2 separate regions of the Zea mays genome follow, and region 1 is linked to region 2. The links are chromatin contacts, called in public Hi-C maps. All regions are on one chromosome and are shown on one strand. The core of a region is the stretch at or near the end of the contact, and the rest is flanking DNA. Distances in the headings are between cores, read along the strand shown. Region 1 holds the start of LOC100272734. Region 2 holds the start of LOC100383415 (Phosphatidylinositol 4-phosphate 5-kinase 2).

Region 1 (5,465 bases), core at 1,098-3,597, 170 kb before region 2:
GACCTAAATAGATATATACTCTTATATATATGTATGGTATATATTTATTCTATTCCCAAAATTTCTAGCCGCTGCTCGCTGGTAACCATTGTTAAAGATATTGCAAATGATTTTGGTGTAAATACATCATTTCCAATAAAGCGTAAAGCGGTGAGAAAGAAACAATTTGATGAAAGTAGGTGCCACGAAGAAATTCTAGAAAATGAGAGAGCTTTTCAAGTCAACTATTTTTTGGTATTAGTTGACATGGCGAGCACTTCTTTGAGGACCAGATTTGAAGAACTCTCCATGTTTAGGTATATTTGGATTTTTATTGAGCTCAAGCACACTAAGCTCACTAAATGATAGAGAACTTGAAGAGTTTTGCACTAAATTTGCAAACACTCTCTCTCATGATGGTTCATGTGATGTTGAGTTAAATGATTTGATTTCTAAATTGAATATTCTAAAGTTTACTTTGCCTAACGACACATTATCTGCTGTGGAGATTTTTGAGCATATTAGAGTTGTGGATTGTTATCCTAATGCCTCTATTGCTTATAGAATATTATTTACTGTGTTTGTTACTGTTGCATCTGGTGAAAGAAGCTTCTCAAAATTGAAGTTACTGAATAATTATTTAAGATCAGCAATGAGTCAAGAAAGGTTGAATGGTTTGACGCCTTTATGATCGAGAAGAAGCTATTGAATGATATCGATATCAATAGTATAAGCGATGATTTTGTATCAAAAAATGTTAGAAGAAATTTTATAAGATGAGAAGTGACAAGTAAATTTTTATTATTTCAGCCAATGTTATTTTATAAACAATAATGTGTAATATTCTATATTACAGTAACTTATATACAGTTTCTTTACTGATATGTATTTAGTAGATGTGTAGATGATATATACATATATTTAGTTATATGGGGCCTCTATATAAATTTTTGCTTAGGGCCCCCGAAATGTCAGGACCGGCCCTGAATGCGTCCAGTCCTCTCTGCTGGCAGACGGCGTCAGGGTCATCCTGCAGACGACGCACCTGTCCAGTCTGTTGTCAAAGAGTGCGTCCGTGCCATGCAGCGCACTGTGCTTACCATCCCTTGTGCGAGAAGCTTCCCCTGCACGCCGAGACTGTACAAGATCTCGGGTGTCAGGGCGCAAGAAGATTGCTCCAGCAGGAGATATCAGTGGCTACATCCGCTATGTTCCTGGGCTCACATGTCGGGGCTCAGCACTCTGGTACATGCCCCCTTTAGCTATAAAAGGGGAGGCATGCAACGTTACAAGACAGGCTCACTTAGCCCAAGTGATTCTAGACAACTCAATCTCTCATGCAATACATCACACAGTGGAGTAGGGTATTACGCTCCGGCGGCCCGAACCACTCTAAATCCTTGTGTGTTCTTGTATTCTTCCCATTTTTCAACTAACGAGCAAAACACTTAGGCCCCTCCTCATCTTAGGATTTAGGGCGGGTGCACTCCGCCACCCGGCCGGAGATTTCATCTCCGATAGATGCGTTGTCATAGACTGCACGTTGAGTGAGTGACGCATTTCTCAGTTGTTGTCGCTGGCAACGAGGATAGAGGCATCTTCTAGTTCATGACAGCGGCAAATCCAGCCAAAAATATTGTCGAGATCATCAAGAACAACTTTGCTATATTATATAAACTTTTATGAACTTTAACAATGTTTTGCTAAAGGATTTATAAAATTTATCAGGATCTGCTAACCCCGATAAATTTCTCTAAATTCTCCCCTGTTCATGATAGTGGTCCAAAACTCTAGATCCATCATACATCAAGCAAACACTATAGAAGGTCTCGTTGTGGTTTTGAGGATGGACATATCTGCATTTGGTCCAGCCAAGGCTTCAATAATGGCTTGAAGTATGGCAACAATCAGTTTTGCGAGGATCTCTTTAAGCAAGAAAGTGATAAGGGTATTTTTAAACTTTTTAGGGTCTGTTCGTTTTGCACTCAATTCATGTGGATTGAATGAGATTGGATGAGTTTCAATCTCAAACAAATCAAAATCTTCATAATTTTTTTAATATCATTTAATCCACATGGGACAGGAATAACCGAACAAGCCCTTATGTGGTCTCTTCGTTGCGACAAGTCTGGCACGTGAAACCATATCATTAAATTGGTAAAAAAATAAAGATTTTTCCCGATGATAAAATTGTAGGTGCCATCCTAATAGTGGTTTTATTAGGATCAAATGGCAGAAAGTTAAATATCTCCCATACGCTCGGCCACCTCCACCACCTCACCCACCGAAAAACCCAAAAGCCTCAGCCGCGGCCACTTACAAAAAAAAAAACTTCCCCCCGCTTGCCGCTTGCCGTCTCCCCGCGTCCCCAAGCCGAGCTCTCGGCCTCTCGCTTTCGGTGTTCTCCCCTCGATCCTCGCCCCTGCGTTCTCCAGGGCGCCCATGAGCTGAGGCCGCCACCGATGGGCCCGCCCTTCTCAGCGCAGGACCCCGCGCCGTCGCCGTCGGGCGGCTCCGGCTCCGGATCATCCAGGCGCCGCCTCCGCCGGCTCGACCGCCGCAACGCGTCCAAGAACATCAGCTACAACGCCACCAACTACTGCCAGTACCCGCCGTCCCCGCAGGTCGCCTCCGCGCCGGGGTCCGGGCGGGCCTCGCTCGCCGGCTCCCTTGCCTGCTCCATCGACGTCGTCAACAGCTTTCGCATCGGCGGCAACGGCGACGGGGGCAGGGACCTTCGCTTCCTGTGCGAAAGTCTCGGCCTCTCCGGACCCGACGACTTCGCCATCCCGCTGGCCGACTGGGAGGCGCACAAGGCCGTTCGATCCTCCACCTCCGCTTCGGGCTCCCCCAACTCCGCACGCACCAACCACGACTCCCCTCAGCGGGACTCGCCTTTCTGTCAGGTGGGTGCCGAGGAGCCCGCCCAGGCTGCGGACGCCGACCCGGAGCTACTGGCCGGAACGGGAAGGGACGGCCCAATCGAAGCTCCGGAGCGGCCGGCACGCCTGGATCCGCCGCCCGAGTCCACCTTTCCCGATGTGAGGAGGGCAGTTGGGGAGGGAGGAATCAAGGGGGTGCGCCCGCCGCCGGTGCTCAAGCCGCCGCCTTCGATGGCGCTACCAGCTGTCTGCGGCGTGGGATCCACGTGGGATATCTTGCGGTCCTTCGCGCCGGATGAGAAAGAGGACGCTCCCGCGAGCAGAACTGTCCGTCGTTTTGGACACCGGGCTGCAGAGGAGAAGGATGACGACGAGGATGGGGCGGTATTGTTAATGTTGGACGATCTCAGGCTGGAGGAGTCGTCCGAGGGCTTTACTGGCACTTCTTCACTATCAACAACCAACGATGACGAGACCTCAAGCACCACCACTGAATCCATGTTCTATATCTCACCGAACGGGAGGTTTAGGAGGAGGATCCGGTCATGGAACCGAGGGATGCTCCTGGGTAGTGGCTCGTTTGGGACAGTCTACGAGGGCATCAGCGAGTAAGTGCTCTAAATTTGAAATTCAGTTGCTCTTCCATGCTGTTTAGTTGCTTGGAATAATCAATCTAACTGCTATGCACTGTCCATATACTCCATAGCGTAGTGTAAAGTGCAGCTAGAAGCCTCAACTAATGTGGGTTTCACAAAACTGATTCTATTGCTGATTAGAGCTTACTGGCTCCATTTCTAAATGTTAGACACTAAGCACAATCTTCTAGTAAGTAGCAATTGATTTGATGTAGCCTTCTATAGCTAAACCAACATGATCCTAAGTAATAACTAATAAGCTTTCAGATCTCAACTAAAATCATTCAACTGCAATTCAATGAACCATTTCCTCAATCATACATGGGAGCATGACATCTTAGTGTACCAAAATGTTGCACTCATGACTTCTAGATCAGCAGAGAATATTGGTAATCACTCAAAATTTTCTGTTCGTTTAGAACCTTGGTTCTGTTTAAATTTAGAAATGACTAAATGAGTTTAAGAATTTTTACTTGATTATGTGTATTTTGGTCATAATAATGTGATATTCAGCTCTGGGAACAAGATACCCTGGATGAAGAAATACAACATTTGTCCTTTATTTGTTTTGGCCATTGTGCAATAGGGATGGTTGCCTTCAATATTTAGCCTGCTCTAGTTTTCCCATTGCAAGTCTGAAGTCTCTTACACGTTTTTCTGCTATTGTGTCATTATTAGTGAGGGTGTCTTCTTTGCTGTCAAAGAAGTGAACTTATTTGATAAAGGGAGCAATGCGAAGCAGTGTATCTTTCAGCTTGAGCAGGTTTGTTTCACTATATTTTTCTTGATAATACGAGAGATATAATCTATTACTGGCAGTTTCCCATCATATCATCAGTTACATCTGCTATGTTCTTCAAGTTAAATGGCACAGTTCGTGATAGGTTGAAAGGTTATTTATGTCAGGTACATCTGTACATGTGGGCCATCTCGTAGGCCTTCTCATGCAGATCATACAGGAATTGAGACTTAAGACTTAAGAGGAAATTGTTCTTTCGCAACACAACCACCTCATAAGTTAAAATTTGATATTATAAGACAATTTGTGCATCATTATACAAGTTGTTGCTGCCTTTTAACTCACACTTTCTTCTTTCTTACACTCCATGCACAAATTAAGGGATTTTGGAATTACTATATATAACTTAGAAGAGATGCCATTGTATGGGCTGTCAATTTGTCTCAAGATTACATGGCATGATGGCAATGCATGAGACCGCCTATAAGATAACGCCAATGTTTTTGGCTTCCACTGTGATTTTCTGAGATTTGATCCCTCGGCCTGTGTGCTGTTAGCCTTAAGATGTCTTCGCTAGCAAACTATGCTCACTTTCCTCAAAAGAACATATCTGATCTCTTTAATCTTTCCAGGAAATTGCACTTCTGAGCCAGTTTGAGCATGAGAATATAGTGCAGTACTATGGAACAGACAAAGTAAGTAGCTTCAGTTTATCATGCTGTTGGTATAATATGCATGTCGTATGAACAGAAATTCATTGTTTTCTTCATACCCCCTCTATGCATCATGCATGCTTAGGCTATTAGATTGATGGCCCTCCAACTGTGTTGCTATTGCAGGAAGATTCAAAACTTTACATCTTCCTTGAATTACTGACCCAAGGATCCCTTGCATTACTGTATCAGAGGTATCGCCTGCGAGATACTCATGTCTCTGCATATACAAGACAGATCCTTAATGGGTTGATTTACCTCCATGAAAAGAACATTGTTCATAGGTAATGAAATTAGTTTCTTATACTTATAATGGTATCATTCAGTTTGAGATATGGGCAATTATATGCCTATTAGTTTAAATGGAGCCGTACAAAGTAATGCCCAATACCTGTATTTTCCACATTGATATGACAAGTACTGCAGAATTATATCAACGTACTACTGTATATGCATATGTTCTGAACTATGGTTTGAATTGTGATATTGCAGAGACATTAAATGCGCAAATATTCTG
Region 2 (5,582 bases), core at 1,498-3,997:
AGTAGCAATCTCCAAACTAAAAGTGGGAGATTGAACTACTTGTCAATTAACAGAACTTCGACTTTGTGGTGCAGCAGTGCTCGAATTATCAAAATAGTAAAACTGATGAGGTACACCTAAAAGTAGGCAGGAGAAATTGGTAGCTTTTTAACAGTGAAATATTACATATACAATACACAATTTCCAAACAACAATAGCGCCCAAAAAAGAGAAAGTTTATAACCCAATATTCTGGTTATCCATCAGCTTTTGTACAAATAACGATGATATTGATCCATCACTGGGTATGGTGCTTTATTACAACTACAAGTTTTCATTATAGCAGATAGTTCAGAATAAGTTGCAAAAAAATAAAATAAATTGAAATTGGACATAAAAGCAATATGTTACCGAGAGTCAACAATGAAATCTCTGTCCTTGCATCCAGATTCCGTAAAGCAAAGCTCACAAACATCGCCTCCACCTTCAAATGATTTTCTTTTGCCTGTGGATTCTGATCAAGCACATTGTCAATGTTACACCAAAACTAGTCAGTATTTGATTAATAAAAACAGGTGAATGTCAACTAATGTGCCAAAATATATGCTTGCCACAATTCAGAATGTTTGAAATTAACCAAATTTTATGCTACTTACTTGGCAAACCAATAAACTGAGATACACCTATTTTAGACATTGAGAAATCATCACGAAAGTGAACTCCTAGCAACAAGCTGTAGTCCATAATTCCTTGTGTCTCTAAGAATGTGCAGTCCATCTGAATTTGCCTGTGCGATAACATGAGCCAAAATTAGGATTGGTCCGTGTAATTGTGACAATATTGCAGCCAATTATCGTAAGTCGATCTAATGCGAAACTCACCTCATCAGCTCGTCATACCAAAATCTCTGTAGGTGGAATGCATAATCAAGGTCCAGGTCCTTTAGAGTAGTTGCTTCATCGATCTTCTCTTCCGCCTTATCAATAGTACGACCATGTGATGAGCCTTTCAAATCAAAACGTCTATGGATCTTATACTCCGAGCAGCAAAAATTGCCCATTATAATGAACCGGACCTGGTCGTCGGGTTGGGATCATGTCATTGTGGAGAAATTTTACAAACAAATAACAAGTCCACAACATGAAATAAGAGAGTTATACGAGTTAGGAGTATGTATCTTCATGTGAATATCGCTTACCTTGGGACATCCAGCTTGCTTGATGCAATGTGTGCCATAGAACCTTGTCAACAAAGTGGACTTGTACCGACAAACATGTTCATAGTAACTCCTCAGCATCCTAATTAGGACCTGCAGGGGAAGATTTCGAATAAAGTAATGTTTATGTCGCCAACTAATAACAATGAATACTGTTACCTACAAACAAGCTGAATTTGGGATAATAAAGATGGACAACGAATCTAACTTCTAGAGACAGAAAAAAAAAAGGAGCAGGTGTCGGCTAAAAATGGGTATCACAAAAGCTATTTTGTATCGACAGATTTCATTTTGCAGAAATCGTTCAGGCACAGAATTAAAGATGATCAAAGTGGTCGAAGAAAACTCAAAACATGCATGTGACTAGCTCATAAACTAAGATATTTAGTCTAGAAAAAATCAAATTGTCACTACGAATGACCTTCATTTCTGCCTTCTTCACGGTTTTAATCATGAATCTATCGTCCTGTGTAACGAAGAAGCAGCTCCCACTCTTGCCTGGTGACGCCAGCTCGCGAAGCGTGTCGCTCCCGCAGATGGCGAGCATGTAGTCCGCAGGATCCACCCCGAACAGCTTCCTCAGGTGCCTGGCATCACACAGCAGTCAGGCAATGTATCCATGCGCATAAAACATTGCCGTTCTTCTCCAAATGACCAAAATCCAGAACCATCAGCAGAGCAATAGTATGGCACCTGAATACTGCGGGGCAGTAGTCCTTCCACCGGAAATCCACGGAGTGATGCGGCGGCGTGAGCTTGGACCCCTCTGGCGGGAACCGCGTCCACACCTTCTCCCGCGGGTCGAAGTCTGATGACGAGAGCTTCCTGAACGGCAGCGCCGATGACTTCCCCACCGAATAGCTACGGCACCAACACCAGAGCAACACTGAGACGCAGGGTATCCCAAGGAAGGACAAACGGAAACGTTGCAGCGGAGCGAGCATTGGTACCTTACGCCAAGCTGCAGGTTAAGCATGAGACCGTAGCTCCGGTGGCCCTTGGAGATGGTCTCCCCGGGCCTCCTAGCCGCCACAGCATCCTCCACCTCCCTCTGCGGCGGCCTGGGCCGCGAGGGCGGCGGGGTCATCATCCGGCGGAAGAGCGAGGCCGCCGGCGGCGGCGGCATTGCCCTCGCGCTGCAGCTGCGGCGGATCGGAGCGGCGACGATATCGCAGGTGATGTCCCCGGCCTCGCCGTCGCACTCCCAGATGCATATCCGCGGCGCCGGGAACTTGCCGTCAACGGACAGCCGCTTGCGCAGCGGCAGGTAGCTGCAGGACGCGCCGCCGGGGACATCGCAGCCGCCGCCACCGCGCCAGCTGGGCCCGGGCCCGGGCCCGTGTCCGCAGCAGTCGGCCTGTTGCGAGGTGGCGGCGACAGCCGCGGCGCCCGGTGGCATAGGAGGCTCCGTTTCCGTGGGCGCCTCTCGTCTCGAGCGCGGCCGTGTGATTGGTTGGGCACGCGGGCGAGTCGAGTGACTTGACTTCTATAGCAGCAGTACTAGGTTTCTCATTTTAGGGGACGAGAAGACGAGACGAGAGAAAATGGCCGCTCCCGCTCGGGCTTCGGTGTGAATTGTGATGGGTGGAGGGAGGACAGCGAGGGGGAGCCGGGCTGCCGGGGAGGCCGGTGGTGGCCGCTTTGCTTTCGCTTTCGTTGCTTTTGTGCGCGTCGGCTTTGGCACGCGACGCGATGTCAGGCCGGCGGTGCGGGGACGAGGAGTCGACGAGGCGAGCGGTGGTAATCTACTGCTAGTACTACTAGACTTCTAGCGGTTGCGGCGCTGGAAGCCTGGAACTTAAAAGGGTCTCCCGCTCGGCGGGTCCGGCCGGTCGTGCAGCGGCGCACGCGGCTGGGGCGTCGTCTCGCCAGGGCGGATGGCCGACGCGCCCGAGCACGAGCAGGCCGGCTTTTCCCGGTTTTCACGAGAGTTTTGCTTACGGCTGGAATGGCCGAACGGGTTCGTAGGCGGCCGATTCGCGGATATCCCCGCCGGCACTCGTCGCGGGTTTTCCTCCTAATTTCGAACTCCGAATGAGAAGGACACGGAACGTATCGTAGGCTGGGCTAAACGGTGATCCTCTACTACGGCCCACCGCGGCCTCCATCGTACTGTGGTGACTGGTGAGACAGCAGCAGCACAACAGCAATGGTGGACAAACCCATAGGGCTAAAGCCCGTACCGAGGACTGCCCACGCGGTGAGAAAGTTTGGAATTCAATAAAGCTTGGAATTCAATACTGGAAGCTGGCAGGCGCACCGAATGGTAGTTAACAGGTTGAGACGAGGATGAGCTCATTGTCACTAGAATTTGTACCGACGATCTATATATATGACCATTCATTCATAAAGGAAAGAGCGGTACAATTTGCAGATTCAACTGCCTTGCAGGTTACATAGAAAGATCTGCCAACACTAGAGGGGCCACTATAATGCAAGGTGCGTCCCAAGATTGGGTCTCGATGGTTCATGCATTCCTTTTTTAACTCGTAAGAGCAGCTCCAAAAGAACGCTAAAAAGTTTTCACCAAAAATGATTATTTGAGGTAGGCTAAAAGTTTTTGTGGTAAATTATTGTGTATGCTCCAACAGTCTCCTTAACAAAAAAATTGAAAAACGGAAAACTTGGCTCAAATAAAAAAAAATATATCTTGCCCTCGTTTGCACCTGTATATGGGCCCTGGGAAATGGCCCATTGTAATCTGTTGGGCATGCGGACACGGGAAGCAACAGGAAAATTTGTTGGTACCGCACGTCGCTAGGTTGATGTCGCATGCAGGAGGAAAAAACAACGTGGGAGCCTGCTGATCTGATGCGCGCACGAATTGGGGTGGAAACAATCACGCGAACATATACTGGTAGAGAAGAGGCAGATGAGGGACGCTAATCACGCTAACTTTACATCCTATCTTTTGAAAAATGTTGCCAACAAGGCAACAGTGAAGTTCTATCGGAGAAAACCATGCAGCGCCCTAATAGAAAGTCACAAAAAACATTGTTACGAAGAACTTTACTACATGTCTACAGTGTTGTCCAACGTGTAGGGAAAAAACAACATAAGTGGATATTAGAGCTTTTTAAAGTGAACTAAGAATGTAAGTATAATGATTTATGTTATGAATTATTTGGATGACAAAGTATTAGAACTGTGTATATACACCTAATTGTTGAGGGATCTTCTTCTTCCGAAGATCCTCAAAAACACTCACCCAGTAATTATTACATTTGTTTTATTGTGTGTGTTGCAGGGTTAATGACGATGGTAGATTTCAAACAGAACATGCGCTTGTTCGAAGAAGCAAGCTTACCATTGTGTGCATGCTTTGGACGAAGCATAATATAAACAGTCTTCGAGGTCCAAGGAGCTAAGCCGAGAGAAGGAGAATGTCAACTTTACCCATGGCATGTATAATAGTTTAAATGTATAGAAATTGAGGATACATGTAAATTCGTCTGACGACATATCACGAGCATATAAATAGAAAAACAGTGTCATACACTTTGGACACTTTTTGAACGAGTGAAACTCATTTTTTCTTTCTATACGAAGTTGTAACTTCTATACTTCCTCGTTGTATTTTTTACGAAGCTGAAGGTATCTGTTCAATCGTCTAATTCATATAATAATAAAGAAGGATTTCAACACATTCTACCTTTCGTGTGAATTACCTGTTTCATTATTCAATTTATTGCAATAATTGTATTTTGTCTTTGTTTATGTTTGAATGACCCACTTACACGAGCAAATTTTTACCTTTGTCTTTTCATTTTATCTTCTCTCCAAGAATGATAAAAGGGAAGGATGACTATGAAGCTTGACTTTTTTGTGTTGTCTTGATTTTTAATACCTTTAGGTGATTGAAATCAAGTGACCAACACTAACAATTTGTAATGAAATGCATGAAAGACGACATGGGGTTGCTTATTTGAAATGTGTCAAAAAAGGAGGTGGATCTCTTTTTGGCGTATGAGAAAAAGGCATAACCTTGGGTGCCAGAAAACACCCTCCACGACCTTAATAGCAGAAGGCAGACACGCAGAGGGTCCAACACAATGCCATCCTGGTATTATTGTGTCCTAGACACTAGAGGCCAAGCCTCATGGCAAATAGGTCCCTATGACCATGAGACAATGAGCTTACACATAAGTCATGACACTCTCCAAGACGTCCATGGCGCAGCACGAGTTTGGACGGTATGGTCCAAGCGCAATGTGCATCCATAGTCAGGTGGACAACAAATAGGGTCAAGCAGTTAAGATAATACTATGGTCCATGAATTTGTCATAAGAGACATTATACCGATCAAAAGGTATCACTATAAGCATACATATAGCTGCAGGTGTAATTGCAAGGACTATGCACCACATACGCCTTCAACAGCTACCAA

The links. A called contact is a pair of places that touch in the nucleus more often than the background predicts.
Region 1: a Hi-C map of leaf shows a contact between it and region 2, with 4 times the contacts expected there. The contact joins the promoter of LOC100272734 here to the promoter of LOC100383415 in region 2. A contact is called at or near these places in 4 of 25 Hi-C or Micro-C datasets (ear, endosperm, leaf and 1 more).

The regions. Positions count from the first base shown.
Region 1 is chr1:37,420,431-37,425,895 of Zm-B73-REFERENCE-NAM-5.0, reverse strand. It overlaps LOC100272734, which reads left to right and starts at 2,347. Exons shown (of 9, transcript NM_001147187.1): 1 at 2,347-3,469; 2 at 4,175-4,259; 3 at 4,868-4,930; 4 at 5,075-5,232; 5 at 5,441-5,465. The coding sequence starts at 2,442.
Region 2 is chr1:37,252,653-37,258,234 of Zm-B73-REFERENCE-NAM-5.0, reverse strand. LOC100383415 (Phosphatidylinositol 4-phosphate 5-kinase 2) reads right to left here and starts at 2,747. Exons shown (of 8, transcript NM_001361634.1): 1 at 2,146-2,747; 2 at 1,889-2,056; 3 at 1,617-1,782; 4 at 1,178-1,288; 5 at 861-1,054; 6 at 636-766; 7 at 391-493. The coding sequence starts at 2,594.